Linked DNA regions of Mus musculus: region 2 is linked to region 1. A link is a contact called in public Hi-C data. All regions are on one chromosome and are shown on one strand. Each heading gives the region's core, a stretch centred on a gene start, on an enhancer-like site or on the middle of the called end of the contact. The rest is flanking DNA. Distances are from core to core; before and after follow the strand shown. Region 1 overlaps Prkch (protein kinase C, eta). Region 2 has its middle 46 kb from the start of Gm8075.

Evidence for each region. A called contact is a pair of places that touch in the nucleus more often than the background predicts.
Region 2: a Hi-C map of the C2C12 cell line shows a contact between it and region 1, with 1.8 times the contacts expected there. The contact joins two enhancer-like sites. A contact is called at or near these places in 1 of 15 datasets of contacts at CTCF or cohesin (CD8 T cells), 13 of 484 Hi-C or Micro-C datasets (3T3-L1-derived adipocytes, the C2C12 cell line, Th1 cells and 6 more) and 10 of 115 datasets of contacts at active chromatin or transcription factors (the 3134 cell line, CD8 T cells, Th2 cells and 6 more).

What each region holds. Positions count from the first base shown.
Region 1 is chr12:73,773,291-73,776,755 of GRCm38.p6, forward strand. Prkch (protein kinase C, eta) reads left to right here. Exons shown (of 14, transcript NM_008856.4): 13 at 2,100-2,243. It overlaps Gm34189 (a long non-coding RNA gene), which reads right to left. Exons shown (of 3, transcript XR_003950198.1): 3 at 1-620. Among named protein-coding and RNA genes, the nearest start is that of Gm34189, 7.1 kb to the right of the region's middle. Within about 2 kb of position 1,936, at least 50 of the 459 cell types and tissues checked have an H3K27ac peak or open chromatin away from gene starts, as enhancers often do. A contact at or near this core is called in the C2C12 cell line and muscle stem cells, where this site is marked.
Region 2 is chr12:73,840,262-73,843,870 of GRCm38.p6, forward strand. No RefSeq gene overlaps it. Among named protein-coding and RNA genes, the nearest start is that of Gm8075, 46 kb to the left of the region's middle. Within about 2 kb of position 2,145, at least 95 of the 459 cell types and tissues checked have an H3K27ac peak or open chromatin away from gene starts, as enhancers often do. A contact at or near this core is called in the C2C12 cell line and muscle stem cells, where this site is marked.

The DNA of each region.
Region 1 (3,465 bases), core at 686-3,185:
CCACACAGGCATCTGGAGTCCGGTGCTGTCCCTCTTTCCTACAGGAACAAGTTACAATCACACATTCACAAGAAATCCTCTGCTCCCATCCCTGGCAGATCTCGGAGTTTCCCACAAGCCATCTGGGTCTCTTTCTATGGTCCTTTTTTTTTTTCCTCAAGTTTTCTTTTCTTTTGTTTTTGTTTTTGTTTTTCCAATTTCATTATTAGTTGTTAATGTTCTTAAAATTGCAGATCCCCATCCATCAGGGATTGTACCTTACAATTAATAACTGGAGTATGAACAGCTGTGATTGGACCTGTGTCTGTTTGAATGCTTATTTTATTCTGAGTCCTACTCTCAAATCCAGCATGCTAGAGACTCTACTTGTTTGTCACTTGTAGAAAGGAGAAGCCATTAAATCTCTTCAGAGTCTTCATTCTTACTGGTTCCCCTTTGACATTTTTTAAACGTTTTGTAAAGTAGATACTGTGGGATTGCTGTTTGCTGAGGCATGTCGCTGTCTTTTCCTTTAGCATGACCCTTCTCGGATGACCCAACCCTGAGGCCTTCATAGCTCTGGCTTCCTGGCGTGACCCAGGTGTCACTGTCTTCTGTGTCTTCATCAGCAACGAGATTGACTTTGGAAAAAAAAAATATCATTAAAAGTTCACAGTAAATTCAGCTCCAAACAGTTTCCATAAACACAGAATTACTTTGGTTTTATGTTCACAAGTCAAACATGGAAAGGATATTTGGTGACTGTCAAAAGTTGTCATTAGTCTCTTTACGGATAACTTGATTTTGAGTCCGGAGGTGTGGCTCAGAGGTAGGGTACTCATCTCTGTCACACATGGCCCTGAGTTTCAGTTTGGAAGAAGCACAAAGAAACTTAAAGTAACTTGATTTACTTATAACCACAGTAACCTTTTGCCTTGTTGGTTTCCCATGATTCTGGGATAGAATTGGGCTCCTCTCTGTGCTAGGTAAGCACTCTCCCACTAAACCATAGCCACGATGCTGTTACCTGGTTTTATTGCTTTGTTTTCTGAGACAAGGCCTTACATTACAGCCCAGGCTGACTTAGCATTCACCATTCTCCTGCCTCAGCCTCCAAAAGGGATCACAGACAGGTGATACCACCATGCCCAACCCAAACACATCTCTTTATTCACATTTAGCTTTTATTTTTTAATGGAAAAATCATTTGAAATTAAAATTATTATACTGGCCCTAAAAAGTGAATTATCCTGAGCCCTTCATTGGGAAATGATCAAAACATGGAGTCCGCTTATAAAATGGGAAGTTAGCCCAAAATGCCTAGGAGCTGAGCACAAGCAGTGTCTTCCAATCTACATGAAGATGGAATATTTGGAATATTTATGAGCAGCACTTGAGTATTGGGATTTTGTTTTAGCTCTGGCCTCTGTAAGTCACACGTTCTCACTCCAGAAACAGATTCCAAGCTGCAAGAGGGGCATCTTGATAGCAGCAAAGGTTCATCTCAAACTCTCATAGCTTAGCCACAGAAGGACAAGCAACCAACTTTCATTTCTCCTAAAGCTGGGCACAGAAGTTTCTAGAGTGTTTCACCCCTGCTGACATTTTATAGAGATGTCAACAACAATGGCTTTCACTCTTCTCTGTGGTTTCAGGAGCAATGGGGAACCCTGGCCAGCTGTGCAGCCGACAGAACAATGTCCCAGCTGTTCCTAAAAGCAGCCCTAGTCAGACTCTACCTGCTGTCCACAGCTGCCATGCCAGGGAAAGGCGCACTGGTTCACAAGGAGTTGCCTTTCTCTAGAGAGGAAAGAAAAATACTGAGTATTTACAGAAAAGAAAATTGGACCCTTCAGCCTTCTTTTAGTGGCCATGCCTGAAATGGCAGTGGGGAAGGCCAAAAATCCACTCAGGCAGTCTCGACATTAAGGCATGATTCATACTGCCCAGGATGGAAAATCCAGCTAGGGAAGCAAGCGCAGCCAAAAAACCTCCCAGGAGGTCCTTTGCCAGGGCTGCTGCCTGCTGTCCTGTGAGACGGCTGCATATGAATGAATGAATGAATGAATGAATGAATGAATGACGGTCTTTCTCTCTCTCTCTTTCTTGCACCGTCATAGTTCATGACCAAGAACCCCACCATGCGCTTGGGCAGCCTGACTCAGGGAGGAGAGCATGAGATCCTGAGACACCCTTTCTTTAAGGAAATCGACTGGGCCCAGTTGAACCATCGCCAGTTAGAGCCGCCTTTCCGACCTAGAATCGTGAGTGCCGCTGTAAAAGATTCTCTCCCTTTTTCTTCAGATGACCAAAGTCCAAGGAAAAGCTGGTGTCGCCTATGGAATGACAGAGTCAAGGTTGGCTGTCCCTTGCTGCACAGAGAGATGGGCTGGTTGTCCCTGAGACAATGTCTCTCCATGTGTTGACTATTTATCACAAAGTTTTCACCTCTCACTTGTGCTAGCTCTACCCTCCCTGAAACTAAATTAAAATTTCCCAGTAGCTAATACACGTAAGCTGCTTTAAATATCCCTAGAAGAATTTAACTAATTGATGTCATTCTTCCTAGCCAGTTTTCTCCTGTTCTTGGGGCACCATTTGTGCCTCTCCCAGGCCTTAAGATAGTAGAGAAGATGCTAGATGCTCCTTCACTGAGCCTGGCTTCTTGACCTGCACAGCTTGTCACTGCTACAGTGATAGAGGACTCAGGCCAGACAGGCAGAGCCCCTTTGGAGAAATGCAGAGGATAACAACGGTAGCAATCTAAGCCACCAAGCTTGAGAGTGGCCCACCTCACAGTAATCGAGCCAAGCTGTACTTATAAGCATCAAGGGTTCCAGAGAAGGCAGGCTAAAAATAGATCAAGACTATTGGGAGGAGACAAGGTCTGAGACAAGGCGGAGGAGAAGCGTCCTTGAATCAGATAAGAGGAGTGGGATCTCTCACAATGGTTGAAAAGAAAGAAACAGACCTCCTTAGTATGCTTATAAAGATTTCATTTGCCCAGTTCTTTCAAACAGAGTGAGCTTAGTCTGTGCCAGCCTATTAAACTTTGGATGTCCAGCAGCCAGAGGGATCCCACCAGCTCTAGCCCAGTGGGGTGTATTGTTTCTGACCAGTAACAGGTTATACACTTTTGCTCTAAGCCTGGCAGCACCGTGGTAAAACAACCCGAGAACCTCTTCTCACATGTGCAAAATGTGTGCAAACACTAAGTGGGCTGAGAATGAGTTTATTCAACCTCTGGCCAGATGTTGAGTGGGCGTGCCCCTCAGCAAGGCCTGCTGGGAAACCACACCTCAGTGAAATGGAGGCTAATGGGCAAGAGGGTAATAAGCAAGTCTGGGTGGCCATGTTAACTCTTTAGCCTTACAGTTCAAGGCTGTTCCACTTCCAGGGCACAGTGACTAGAGGGCAGGGCATGGGATGAGTAACTTGGCAGTTGGCAAAGGCCATAGTAATACACGTGGTGGAGTGGCCATGAAG
Region 2 (3,609 bases), core at 895-3,394, 67 kb after region 1:
GTCCTTTCTCTTCTCTCATGTGGGTTCCTGAGGCCGAATTCATGTCATCAGCTTGGTGTTGAGTGCCTTTACCATGCTGAGAAGATATTTTATATATCCCAGGCCTGTCTACATTTGGAAAGTGCAGGGCCCTTGATATATTTCACGGAGTCCTGGATCATGGAGCTAGCACTAGAGAGACAGGGAGCTGATAGGGCCATACTCTGTTTTGCTTCCCCATGAATGATAAAACTGGGTCTTCCTAATTTCTTCCCTTGTTGACTAGTTTATCCATCGTGGGTGTTTTATTTTGTTTTGTTTTGTTTTCTTGTGTCACATTATCTTTGGAGATGTAACAGGCAGCAAAGGGAGGGAAAAGGAAGAAAGACTCCAACCATAAGAGCAAACGAAGTGTTGATGCTTGTAAATAAGGATGCTTCTTTTTAAAAAATTACCTTCTCAGAGATGATAGAATACGGTATCATTGTAAAATATTCACATCCAACTGACATTCTCTTACATGAGTTCCTATGATCATGGTTTTGTGTTTCTATACTCAAGAACAGGGCGGAGGGGGGAATGAAATTGAAATATTGCTGAAAAATCCTGCCTACAGATGCAACACTTGGCAAAGACTCCCAGGCACTCCGAAGACTCAAAGCCCACCAGAACCTTGTTGAAGTGGAAATTTCTGGTTTCTGTGGAAACTCGGTTGTGTTCACATGATGTTTTGCTGGAAGCGGTCTTGTGAGAGGATGTTTTATGGAAGCAGACACGTGAGAGTTTGTATGATGTTTTGCTGGAACAGGCGCTTGAGAGGGTGCATGGCATTTAGAAAGAGTATAAATAGAACCCCACAGACTCTGAGAGGATGCTCTTGCATCGCCATGTCGGGCAGCACTTTGCTGGTCTTCACTGGTCTCCACTTCGTAGAGAGAAACTCACCAAAGAGCTTCTCGCGGTATTCCAGCCAATGCTTGCCATTTCTGCTGACCCTGCAGATTCAGAGGAGCCTTGCGATTTCTGCTGGATCGAGCTGCTGCTGCTACTGATTCATGTTTGGTGTTTGCTATTGGACTGGGCTGCTGGTATCCTGACAATAAAGGTTGGAGTTGCTCCAAAAAACTACTTCTAAACAGGTCCACAACCCCTTTTCCTATTAACCTTCTTTCTCCACGACTTTCTCTCTACTCTCCGGTTGGTGGGCTAGAAGGGAGTTTGGAACATTTAAAAACTCTAATTAAAGTAGATTTTGAAAAGTCTAAGCCTATGCCTTGTGGTACCCAGGACTTTGGCAATCAACAGAGCAAACCAAAGAACTAAAGGGGCCATGCATTGCACATGGCAGGGGTGGGGGTGTCTTCTAGGCTGCTGCAAAGCACCAGAGAGTGTGGAAAACATCCCTAAACTGTTTTAAGACTGATCTAGGACCTCAGGAGGTGGCTCTACAGGTAAAAAAGCCCACTGTATGAGCATGAAGACCTGAGTTTATACCCCCAGTACACACATAAAAGCTAAATGTGGTGATATATATCTGGAACTCCAGCATTGAAAAGGTTGAGATGGGGCTCAGGGTGACATAGAGGGACTCACTGGGCAGGCCACCTAATTGAAACAGAGAACTCCAGGTTCAGTGAGAGATGCTGCCTCAAAGCCTAACATGGAGAATAATAGACGAGGTTGCCCAAAGTCGACCTCTGCCCTCTACCTGTACTCCACAAAAGTGTGCATACCCAAACACACGCAGAAGACCGTTTTAGATCCACCATCTCTCAAGTGGTATCAGGTGAGATCAACTTAACAAAGACGAAGCTTCTGACCACAAAGGACTGATGGTTTTCAACTTGTTGCTGCCTATCAGAAAGAAACGTTACCGAGAATGAAACCATTGAGCAAAGGTTGAGAGTGTGAACTGGGGGTGGGGTGCACATGGCTGGCTCTGGCTACCTCTGTCTGTGAAAGGAACAAACTATCACTTATCTCCCAAGCCCTTTCTTATGTCAACAGAACAACCCCCTGGTTCATCCGCCCCTGATTCATACACCTCTGATTCAGTAGGCTCAGTTTGAGGGGAGGTTTTGATTTCTACGGTACAGATGCAGTTGCTAGTAGGTGAAAGGCAGTGCGTTTAGAGCCTCTCTTCCAGCCCTGGGGCTTCTACTTCCTGTCTCTCTCTCTCTCTCTTTTCTTATTAAGGTTAAGCATGAGTCATCACTCTGGTTAAAGGAGAGAGAGAGAGAGAGAGAGAGAGAGAGAGACGGGTTCTTTGCCAATACATCTGTGCAGTGATTCTGAATCAGAAACTGTCCCCACACAGGAGATTTGTGAGGCTGATACATCGGGAGCTGTTCTTATCTCCCCACACACACCCCAAGCCACACCCCTTACCCTGTGTCACTTCCAGGAACCTCGCCTGCAGATGTATGTCAGAAGAAAGTCTGGAAGGGATGAGTTGTATCACCGTCATTTCTCAACTTTAACTTTTATTTTATTTGCGTGGTGTGTGAGAGATAGATGTGTGTACATGTTTCTCTCTCTCTCTCTCTCTCTCTCTCTTTCTCTCTGTGTGTGTGTGTGTGTGTGTGTGTGTGTGTGTGTGTGTGTGTAAAGAATCTGGGTATGTTGAAACATGTCTTTAATTCAAGCATTTGCACTTGGAAGCAGAGACAATTGGATCTCTGTGAGTACCCTGACAGATGAGCTACCATAGTGAGATTCTCTTGCAAAATTTTTTGTTTTGAGAAGACTATAGTTGTCTCTTCATAATTATATACTGACATAAAAGTTTCCACTCAATCTTCTTTGAAGATATGAATTTAATAATGACTATATTGAACATCTACTAGACAGCAGGTACTATCATAAGGATTTTATATACAACTTCCTATTTAATTATCATAGTAAAGAAAGCATAGTGTAGCTGAGAAAACCAAAGACAAACAGTTTGGAGGCAGAGGGTAGGCTACAGAGACAGCTCAGTGATTAAGAGCACGAGCTGTCCTTCCAGGAGACACAGGTTCAATTCCCGGGACCCACAGGGCAGTTTACAAGCTGTAACTCCAGTTCCAGAGGTTCCAGTGTCGTCTTCTGGTCTCCAAAGGCACCAGGCACATACACGGTGCACAGACATACCTGCAGCAAAACACCCATAAAATAAAATAATGAAAAAAGTTTAAAACAGACCTTAAGGAACTTATTCAGATCCACACAGCCATAAAGGAATGGAACCTGGCCTCAGAAGTAGGCTAGTAAAGGATAAAGCTACATGGAATTGTTCTATGTGCATGTAAGGGAATTATACCTACTCCATGAATTCATACACACATGAAATTAGAAACTTTAGGTTTTAGTAAATGTCTCACTTCACTGATAGCAACTGACTTCTTAATTAACATTTTTAATGTTTGCATATTTATTTGGGGTATGTGTATGGGCATCTAAATGCCATGACACCTTATGAAGTTTCGAGGACAATTTGAATGTTTCTGTTCTCTCCTTCTACCATGTGAGTTTCAGGGGTTGAGCTCAGGCTGGGTGACCCCTGAACCATCTCACCATCCCAATACTGACTTTTTTTTTTAACATTCATGCAAACGTTAATAATACCGTAATACTTTACGTCTAATCACC